Linked DNA regions of Mus musculus: all the other regions are linked to region 1. A link is a contact called in public HiChIP or PLAC-seq data. All regions are on one chromosome and are shown on one strand. The core of a region is the stretch at or near the end of the contact, and the rest is flanking DNA. Distances in the headings are between cores, read along the strand shown. Region 1 holds the start of Exoc6b (exocyst complex component 6B). Region 2 has its middle 9.5 kb from the start of Gm52864. Region 3 overlaps Exoc6b (exocyst complex component 6B).

Region 1 (3,213 bases), core at 578-3,077:
GTTTGAACATAGGACCTAGAGCTGGATCTGCCCTGAAAACCTCTTCCCTGAGGACTAACTTTCATAGAACTAGAAGGTGCTATTCCAAGTACTAGTAGAGGGAGACAACCAACAGTCCTAAGAACTACAGCAACTACCAGCATAGTCAGAGATCCCCAAAGGCACAATAATGGCCATCATACTTTGGTTGTAACCAGAAGATGTCTAATTGCATTTAAAGCCCACTTGGCATGGGGGAAATCATTCCTGGTATTGGAAGCCTAGTAAACTAGCTGGGGCTAGTGTGGTTATGGATCTTAGAGGGGAACCTACTACTGCTACTGTAGTAAACCAGTATAATTGCTAATAGCATTCTAAATAACCTTATAACCACAGTTTAGGTGTGGCTCCCAACCTCACCAAAGAAGTTTCTTGCAACAGACAGTGACCATTCCAGAAAACCACAAACAGTCAGAATACAGAGAAGAACGACCATGGAGTTCTCAGTCCCAATGGTTACATCTACAACACAACTCCTGCACCCAAGACTCAGGAAACATTTCTGAAGAGAGGGTCAGAAAGATTTCAAAGCCAGAGGATCAGGAAATGTGCTGTGAGATTGTGTTTCCTAAAAACTACAGGGAAGATTCACCTATGAACTACAGGCAAGTAAAGGAGAGAGAGAGAGAGAAAGAGAGTCTTTCTCTATGGGAGCCCTCTATGCTGGTTATCCAATGCCAAGTGGCCAGCCTTGAAATCACATATATGCAACACTGAACAACTCAGTAGCTTGTAACTGTATATTTATGTGTAGACACACATCCACATCTTCACACACAATTAGAGAAGAGAAGGCCAGGATTTTGGGGTGGGAGGTGAGGGGTGCATAGGTAGACTGGAAGGAAGAAAAAGGAATGTAGAAAAACGATGTAATTTTATTTTAATAATAAAAAAAGGCCAAATGTGGTGGTAGATGTCTTTAAATACAGAACTTTGGAGGGCTGAGGCAGGTAGGTATCTGTGAGTTCAGGGCCAATCTTATCTACATAATGAATTTCAATTCTATCTAGGACTACATAATGGGACCTTTTCTCAAGAGAAAAAAAGAAAAGAAAAGAAAGCTGGTTGTGGTGGGTCTTGCTCATAGGAAATGATTAAGAGGTGGAGGCAGAAACAGCCAGTACTGAAAACATACATTCAAGTTACATTATACAAACTGAACATATTTAGGTATATATTTATATGCATATATGCATACAATAACAGTGAATAGAGGGGCCATGAATTTGAAGAGGAGTGGGGAAGGGGTATGTAGGAGGCTTTGAAGGGAGGAAAGGGAAAGGAGAAATCTTATAATTATATTATAATCTAAAAAAAAAAAAAAAAGAAGAAGAAGAAGTGGAAACAGGATGATCATGAGTGCAAGGCCAGCCTGGGCTTCATATTAGGGGCTGGAGAGAAGACTCAGCTGATAAACACTGAACACTGTGGTTCTTCCCTGCACCTACTAGTGACATCACAACCATCTGTAACTCCAGTCCCAGGTGATCTGACACCTTCTGCTGATTTCCTTGGGTACCATGCATACATGTAGTGCACAGATATACATACAAGCAAAATACACATAAACGATTTTAAAAAAATGTGCTGGGTTAGTACCACTGCCTGATTTGATGTCACTGTATACATGTGTCGTAAAGCTCTGCATCTATATCAAAGTAGAGGCAATTTGCGCAGATTCAGTGTGTGTGAATGGGCAGAATCCAGTTCAGCCTGACCCAGAGAACTACGAATCCCAGTGGGCTGCGCGCGACGCTCGCGGCCCGGCTGACGCCAGGGGGCGTGGCATCCGAGGGCGGGGTCGCGCTGCGGGGTGCTGGCCCAGCGGCCGCAGATCCTGGGCAGAGGGATCGTGGGGTACTCGCTGAGAGAGGGCCGCGCGGCAGCGCCCTGCGATGGAGCGGGCGAAGATGGCGGAGGAGAGCCTGGAGACGGCGGCGGAGCACGAGCGGATCCTGAGGGAGATCGAGAGCACAGACACGGCCTGCATCGGGCCCACGCTCAGGTACTGGGGCGGGGCCGGGTCGGCTGGAGCAGGCGGAGCGCGGCGGCTGGCTGTGGGGAGAGTCGCGGGTGTCCCGCGTCCTGGGCGAGGCCCTGCTGGGGAGCTACTCTGAGGAGAAAGGGTGAGGCGCGGCTCTACTGGGCCGCCGCTCCCTTTGGTTAGCTGCTCTTCAGTCAGGAGCAAGCGCCGGCTCTGCGCGCTGTGGAACTGCCCATCACAGGTCCTCCGAGAGCGTCCCGGTTTTCTCGGTCCTGGAGGAAGTGTCCTCCCACCTTCCCTCGCCTGAGAGCCCAGTTCGTGAGGACGACCCAGTCCAGGTGTAGTCTCAGGACCTTGCCACTACCTGGACATGCTCTGTGCTCCCTCCCCTGACACCTTCTCCGAGAGCTTCCACCTGCATTGCCCGTGGAGATGTCAGGACGTACCCGGCCTTTCTCGGCTTACTTACCTTGCACTTGTTACACAGAGCGTGAGGCATTGTGTGAGTTAATGTGCAAACACATCTATGGAAGCCGTTGAGCAATCCTACCGCTGGGGTACAGTTACCGTTCCCTCTGTATCAGACGAGATGCCTGGAAGAGGAGTGACTTATCCAAGGTCGCAGAGGAAGGGAAATGGGTTTCTTGTTCCCAGCTCAGACACTGCACTGAACACCCTGCCTTTCCGTCTTTTTAATTTTTTTGTGGTGTTGTGGATGGAACACAATGTCTTGCAGTGTGCCAGGCAAGCCCTCTTCAGCTGAACTGTGCACAGCCCACAGATTCTTCGCTACTTTTGTTCTGCCTTAGTTGCGGATTGCCATCTGCTGTACTTCCTGTTGAAAATTATTCAGCAAGCCCAATTTTGAACACCCCCCCCCTCAGTTTCCTGGTGTCCTAGAACTAGTTCCTTCCAATCCTTTCCTGTAGTACTTTCTGGTCTCTGTTCAGTACATGAGTTGAAAATCATCTTTACCCCTCCTTGTACAATATATATCAATGCGCCTCCCTCCATAGAGCATCACTAATCAGTGTTGGCATTTTCATGGGGAGAGTTGTCCCTGTCACGAGTGACCAAGACTGGGACTTTTACTTTTAGCTTCACTTGCACAGCATTCTTCTCCAGGCTCCATTTTTGGTGCCAAGCAAGTTTTCTCAGTGTCATTCCTGGAAATAACTGTCCTTAATAGT
Region 2 (3,550 bases), core at 127-2,626, 36 kb before region 1:
TCTATAAAACTTTTCGGTTCTGCCTTCTTTTTCCACTGCCCAATCAGAGTCTCCAGCCTTATCTGACTAAGATTTCATTGACCTCACCTGCTTACATTCAGCAATCTACATTTCCTTCTTTTTGTCCAATTAAAAGGCTTTTTCTCTCAGATATAAATTGAGAACAACTATTACCATTCTTTAATTTATTAAGTATAAGATACACCCAACACCTGTCCATTTTTGTCAATTAAATAAAGCACTCTGCCATCTATCCTAACTTAAAAAGGCTTATAATTCTACACCTGTTAGGTCCTTGTTTGTCTTGTATACTATCTGAAAACCATCTTCTCACATAATATATATTCTCTTAATTCTGAATAGCTTAGGTTGGTTAAAAGTATGGTAAGTCTTCAATCCTGCCAGAATTCCAAGAGCAACATAAAATTTACCTGAAAATATAGGAACACAGCTTCCAATACTGAAACAAATTGTAGAGATGCCTGCCTACCTACACAGTCCCCTGTTTCTCAACACGTTGGAGCATAAGTCTATGGCTGTTTGGCCCAGGAACAGCTTACAGACTTTTGTAATGCAGAATTATGAAGGATTGATTACTCTGTCTTGGCAGAGATAATCAACTATTCCGAAGTGTGTCCTTTTTCTGGACAGTAATTGTACAACCTCACCTGGATGTAAGATGGTCAATTTCTTTTTTGAATTCAAGAATGAGGTGTTGTCAGTGCTGACACAACTGGTGGTTATCATGTAGAAGAATATGAATTGATCCATTCTTATCTCCTTGTACAAAGCTCAAGTCTAAGTGGATCAAGGAACTCCACATAAAACCAGGAACACTAAAACTTATAGAGGAGAAAGTGGGGGAAAGCCTCTGTTTATTACAGAATATACAGCCTTGGCCGGTCGATGTCATGCCAGCCCCATGCTTCAAAACCCCCACAGCCTTTGTGGTGCACATCTGGCAAACCCATGCTTTGGCACCATACCTTTCTCTCTTGAACCCAGTCGAAATGCTGTGTGAAGGAAAATGCCACACAAACTTAGTTCAGAAACAATGGTAACTCAATCTCTGGGCATAACAACTAAAATCCGAATCTTGTAAGCCATATAAAATCTAAATCCTCTGGCGGTGAATCCACCAGGATTTGCCATATAAGCCAGGAGACACTAGTAGCTACATCTTACCCTCTCGCTTTCCTGGTCCAAAAAGACCCTAACTCTCTCCTGCTTCTCTTAGTTCAACCCGGAAGTACCGCCTACTTGCCCAGTGATTGGTCCCTTTATTCATTGGGGGAAGGTTCACAAGAAGTCACCTGAGTACATGACTCATTCCTCATTCCAGACAGCTCCATCAAGGAAAGCAGAATTAGCATCAAAATCCAGGCATCACCAGGGCCATCCACAACAGGCTCCTGTAGCTCGGGCTGTCCTGGAACTCACTGTGTAGTCAAGGATGGTCCTGAACTCCCGATCTTCCTGCCTGCTCTTCTCAGAGTCTGAGAGGACAGGCATGCTCTACGATACCCAACAATTACTAAAGCGTGGAATCCTTTTCAGGGCCGGGAAGGTAACTCAGATGTCAAGTGCTTGCTGCACAACCTTAAGGACCAGAGTTTGATCCCAAGAACACACACATTAAAAGCTGGGTGTGGCGGGTTGTGCTTGTAATCCTAACTCTAGGGAGGAAAGGACAGGTGATCTCTGGGGCTCACTAGCTAGGAAGCCTAGCATGAGGTCTCAGTGAGAGATTCTGTCTCAGAAATCCCAGGTGAGTGGTAACCAGGGATTCACAACCTAGAGGTTGCCTTTGCCCTCCACACGCATGCATGCACACATAGAAACAAGCACACACCAGTGTCTGCATTTGCCTTTAGCTTTGTGTACTTTAGGCTGTTGGGGGGTGCTGATAGTTATTACTCCCCTCTGCCATCCCCAAATCTCAGATCACATGTGGAGCCCTGGTTAGAAATGAGCTGCCACTGCTACCCATTCTCTGGTGTGTCAGACTTTCATCTTTTTGGAGAAATCCCTTCTTCCTGCTCTGCTGCCAAGACCTGGCCTGGGGTCCCCAGAGTTGTAGGGGATGTGGATCTCATTGCCCTTCAGGGTTCAGGAGGCCCAGATTAGATGTGAGCGCTCAGTCTGTGCTCTGGCCAGTTCAAACCTCTGGGACAGGAACTAGAAAGCAGAAGTCTCTCTGGTTTCCTTCCTGCCATATGAGAGCAAGGACTTAGTGGGTCTGTACCCCCTAACCCAGAGCCGTCTTAGGCCACATCACTCTGGAAGTTAGGGGTAGAAATTTTGCAGAGTACGGGTTCTAATAGTCAACTGCCCTCTTGCCCTCAGACTTAGTGCCTGAAATGGAAGCTAGTCTGACCAAAACTGTTCAGGGGTAGCTAGTAGTGGGTCACAGATTTCATGTCCAAGAGACCAGGTTGCCACTGCCACCCATGGACCACTGGCCTGTCCTCTCCAAGAGCCATGTGTATCACAAGGCCAGCTTCAATATAAGAAAGAGTGACCCAAAGACCCCATTCTGGCCTTCTAATCAAATACTGGAGCCCAAGGAAAGCAAATTGCTCTGCACTTGAGGGCCATGGTCTGGTGGGAGACAGTTGTTGCACAGGGAGCTTAGCAAAACCCACTGCATTGGAGAGCTGCAGAGCTGCATTGGAGAGCTGCGAGCTGCTGCAGGAGAGCTGCAGAGCAATGGGTTCTGTGGCTTCTCCCTGGACAGTGTGAACCTGGCCCCTGGGAAAAGAATGCGTGTCCTGGTTCCCTGAATATTAAACATGGAATTTCAGGAACATGACCGCAGCTTCAGATTACGGATCCAGAGCCCAATGGTAGGTAAGTGAGAGAGCTCCTTAGGTTAGACAAAGGCAGATCAGGTTCTCTGGAGAATCTAGGCTAGACCCCACACACTCATCCTAAGCTTGGATCTAACTTCTCTTAAGAAGTGGAAGGACATCCAAGACAAAGGGAGGGGGTTCAACAATGGTACACACTAGAAGAGGGGTTGATATTTTTTCCTTAAGCCCAGGCTCTGCACCCTCAGAGCAAAACTGTGGTGGAGGCCAAAGGGTCAAGTCAGAGAATCACCATGCTGAGTGGAGTGTGGGGGTTGCAGCAAGGAGCCCAGCTGGTGTGCCTGGTACACCTTCAGTGCCTAGTGGTTCATGGCCTCGAGAAACACCAGCTGGGGCCCTCCATAGTGTGAGCAGCTGCAGGAAAGCCACACATGAAGGCCTCCTAGGCTGCACAGGGCTGGGGCTTGAGGGATGTGGGAGTTGAGCGCTGTGGACCTGAGCAGTTCCGAGGAGGTTATCACAAGCAGAGGATGGGAGCCTGTGTCCCCGTTGCCAGGAATCTCGCCAGTGCCAACATCCTTGGCCACTGTCTTAGGGTTTCTATTCCTGCACAAATACTTATGACCAAGAAGCAGTTGGGGAGGAAAGGGTTTATTCAGCTTACACTTCTACATTGCTGTTCATCACCAAGGAAGTCAGGACTGGAACTCAAGCAAATCAAAAATCAGGAGCTGATGCAG
Region 3 (3,156 bases), core at 523-3,022, 40 kb after region 1:
GCATTATTAATATACAGTTCACTTCTTCATTTTATAAATTCCATAATTGCAGTTCCTTCTCATTCTCTTCTTTTCTCCTTTTTCTTCCTTCATCTCATTTTAAATTTACCTTCTGAAGAAATTAAAGAAATGATAAAATCTTACATTTACCACTTCTCACGCTCTGTTTCTTTATGCAGACCCAGATAGACATCATATTTTATAGTTTCTGTGACAAATCTCTCTTTCATATTTCTTTCAGTTCACTTTTCAGTGAATTCTGGTAGATTTTGTCTACAGTGGTCTTGTTCTTTGGTTTTGAAGGATGTAGAGTTGTAGGGTTGCAGTGTCTCTTTCAGCACCAGCAGGCTGCTTTCCTTTGTGTGCTTGCTGGTAGAAGTCTGTGGTCATTCCGTTGTTTTGTGTCTTTTTCTCCACCTGTGCTTGCTTTTTCTTTTAAGATTTTTTAACTTTTTTTATTATTTGTTTTTAGTAACACTACACATTTCTGACAGATGCTTTGTACTGCTCGTTTTTAATTCATATTGGTGTAATGCCTAAGTGGATACATAGATTTTAGTACTAATTTCCATACAAGATTGTATTTAGTATTAATTGTAGTTTCTGGTATATTCCTTCATTAATTACAATATAGGCTTCCTCAAAGGGAAACATTTTAAACTTCATTTTGTTTTTAGTAAATACATTTCAAATGAAACATATCATTGGAAATTGTCTAGACTATGTAGCATTTCTAATATGCTAAATTTTTGAGAAAAAAATTCTATTTACTTTCCTGAGGCCACTGATTATTTTATTTAATTATTTAATAATCATATTTCTCTTTTTAAAAGTTTATTTTTTCCATTTTGGTGCAACTTAAAACTATTACCTGTCATTAGTTGAATAGTCAAGTTACTCCATTCATTGAAGACCTAGAATGAGACAGTGCCATTTCATAGCTTTTAGATGGTCCTAAATGTGAACTTTGGGAAGTAATACATTCTTGACCCTTTATAGTCTATTAGTTCCTGTATTGAACTAATCACAGCTTTGGTGACCTAAGCTTTTTCAGAGAGATCTCTCTTACCATGTTAAGCTTCATGAAAAAAAATAGCGTTATTGAAGTAGTATTTCCTAAATTTTTATTTTTCAATGTTATTATTTGAGTTTTGTTAGAATTTAGTCTGTTCAGTTTTATTTAGGTTATTTTTAAGACCTTTCTTGACCTAAATTCATACAGATAATTGTTCCTCAGGTATGATTGTCTTTCACAGTTTTGGGAATAAAATCATAGTTTTGTATCATTTATATAGTTGATCATATATTTAATTTCTTCATTCAGATATTAAGACAAATTATTGAATAGGGTGAATACTGAAGTGCCTCTGTATAGAGTTAATCACAAAACTCTTCTAAAACTGGGACCATGACCACTAGCCTAACCTGAACTTGGAACAAAAGGGGTCATCTAGGAAGGCCATGCACTATGGCAGTGTTGGGAATGTCTTACAGTCAAAGGGTCTGGATGTTGACATTTGAAAAATATTTCTTGGTGGAGCATCTGTGACCTCAAAAATTATGAATTGTCTTAAAATTTCTTTCTAAGGGAAAGACCATATGAGGGGGTAAACAAAATATTTTGTTTATAATTTGCTGTAAAGATGATTTATTACAGTTTAATATTAAACAGCTCTGTAGGCTCAAAATTTATCTCACTTGGTTCTAACTGGTGTTTCTCTCTGACACATGGTGTGAATCAACTGTCCTTCCAACTTGAAAGAGCAGAGAGTTCACTGACGCAATCCTTTGTTCTAGGGGAATTGTTTCCATTGTGCCTTCAAAAGGGAGGGACATGAAAAGCCTTGGCTCATGACAAGTTCTTTCCAAGTTAGACACAGTTGGGGGCTGAACACTGGCCTGAGGAAGTGAGGTCTATTTCCTCAACTTTCTTAAAGGTTAACATTAACCTTTTCATATCTCTTTTTAAAGACTACACATCAGAAACTTTCCATTCATGTGTTCCTATTTCCAGGGCTCTTCCTTAGATCCTAGAAGTTGCTTGGATTTCTTTCCTTCTCCATAGCAAATCTGCTTTTGAGAAGATCGAATGACAAAGATTATTGTCCTGAAAGGTCTTAAGAGACTAGAATAATTGACCGTGATTGTAAAAGCTTGTAAATCATACGGTCAAAATAATAGTTGAATGCATGCAGCAATAGATAAAGACATTAGAAGATTTGGTGTGAGCATAGGTGCCATGCACAGGGTATGACTGTGAATAAGCATGTCATTAGGTTGTTTTTAGTAGAAGCCAAGGAACTGGAGAGGGATGTTAAATTCCTAGTTTGACTGTGTTTGCTTTAGAATGTGCTAGTATTAAGCCAGGCCGTGGTGGCGCATGCCTTTAATCCTAGAACTGGGGAGGCAGAGGCAGGCAGATCTCTGAGTTTGAGGCCAGCCTGGTTTACAGAGCAAGTTCCAGGACAGCCAGGGCTACATAGAAGCTATCCCCACCCCAACCTCCTGGAAACAGAGACAGACTTTGCTATATTATAGGATGTATTGTGCCCCTGATACTGCTGACAGTGCTTCATTTGTAGTTCCTTTTTTTGTGTGTGCACGCTGCTGAATGAAGTAGTAGCTATTTTTAATCTGCATTTCCCTGAGCTGGAATTTGAATTATATAAAAACTAGCCATGGTCACCAGCTAATAAGTTGTAGAGTCAAGACTTGAATCTAAGAAGTCTGGCTTTGTAGCTTGTACTATTGAACACGGCCTCATGGACTGTTTGTTATGTTTTAAGAACAGACCCTACTGAAACTTGCCCTGAGAATGGAAACTTGCATTGAAGTGTACTTATATGTTGGGTATTGGAATAATTTTTGAGGGTTGCTAGGGAAGAGAGGGACCAGGACCTAGTCTTTGTATTTTTTTTTTTTTTGAGGGTAAAAATAAGATAAATGATAAAAATTTTAAGAAAGCAAATTTTGGCTTTAAGAACTTTGCAGTTGGTCTTGCTCTGGGACTGACTGCCGTGAGTGAGCGAGCTGACTAGATGTGGCAGCATAGGCTGGACTAATAGCTGATGAAGAGATCTGGAGAAACTTGTCATGCTGTGAAATTAGATTGTATCGCCTCTGTGATTTCCTCTTTTTCTATAGGTGGCCGTACTA

Evidence for each region. HiChIP or PLAC-seq counts read pairs in DNA pulled down with a chosen protein or histone mark.
Region 2: an H3K27ac HiChIP or PLAC-seq map of embryonic stem cells shows a contact between it and region 1, with 18 read pairs. The contact joins the enhancer-like site here to the promoter of Exoc6b in region 1. A contact is called at or near these places in 4 of 39 promoter capture datasets (embryonic stem cells, erythroid cells, macrophages and 1 more), 1 of 15 datasets of contacts at CTCF or cohesin (the NIH/3T3 cell line), 5 of 484 Hi-C or Micro-C datasets (Sertoli cells and embryonic stem cells), 13 of 115 datasets of contacts at active chromatin or transcription factors (bone marrow-derived macrophages, craniofacial prominence, embryonic limb bud and 4 more) and 3 of 9 other capture datasets (adipose tissue, macrophages and pancreatic islet).
Region 3: a contact with region 1 is called in an H3K27ac HiChIP or PLAC-seq map of embryonic stem cells, with 17 read pairs. The contact joins the enhancer-like site here to the promoter of Exoc6b in region 1. A contact is called at or near these places in 2 of 39 promoter capture datasets (macrophages and second pharyngeal arch cranial neural crest), 2 of 15 datasets of contacts at CTCF or cohesin (the NIH/3T3 cell line and embryonic stem cells), 11 of 484 Hi-C or Micro-C datasets (the G1E-ER4 cell line, Sertoli cells, Th1 cells and 7 more), 8 of 115 datasets of contacts at active chromatin or transcription factors (cardiomyocytes, embryonic stem cells, fetal liver and 1 more) and 4 of 9 other capture datasets (adipose tissue, liver, macrophages and 1 more).

The regions. Positions count from the first base shown.
Region 1 is chr6:85,068,127-85,071,339 of GRCm38.p6, reverse strand. It overlaps Exoc6b (exocyst complex component 6B), which reads left to right and starts at 1,827. Exons shown (of 22, transcript NM_177077.2): 1 at 1,827-2,044. The coding sequence starts at 1,935.
Region 2 is chr6:85,103,102-85,106,651 of GRCm38.p6, reverse strand. No RefSeq gene overlaps it. Among named protein-coding and RNA genes, the nearest start is that of Gm52864, 9.5 kb to the left of the region's middle. Within about 2 kb of position 1,376, at least 8 of the 459 cell types and tissues checked have an H3K27ac peak or open chromatin away from gene starts, as enhancers often do. A contact at or near this core is called in embryonic stem cells, where this site is marked.
Region 3 is chr6:85,028,542-85,031,697 of GRCm38.p6, reverse strand. The region is part of intron 1 of Exoc6b (exocyst complex component 6B); the gene reads left to right. Among named protein-coding and RNA genes, the nearest start is that of Exoc6b, 39 kb to the left of the region's middle. Within about 2 kb of position 1,772, at least 25 of the 459 cell types and tissues checked have an H3K27ac peak or open chromatin away from gene starts, as enhancers often do. A contact at or near this core is called in bone marrow-derived macrophages and embryonic stem cells, where this site is marked.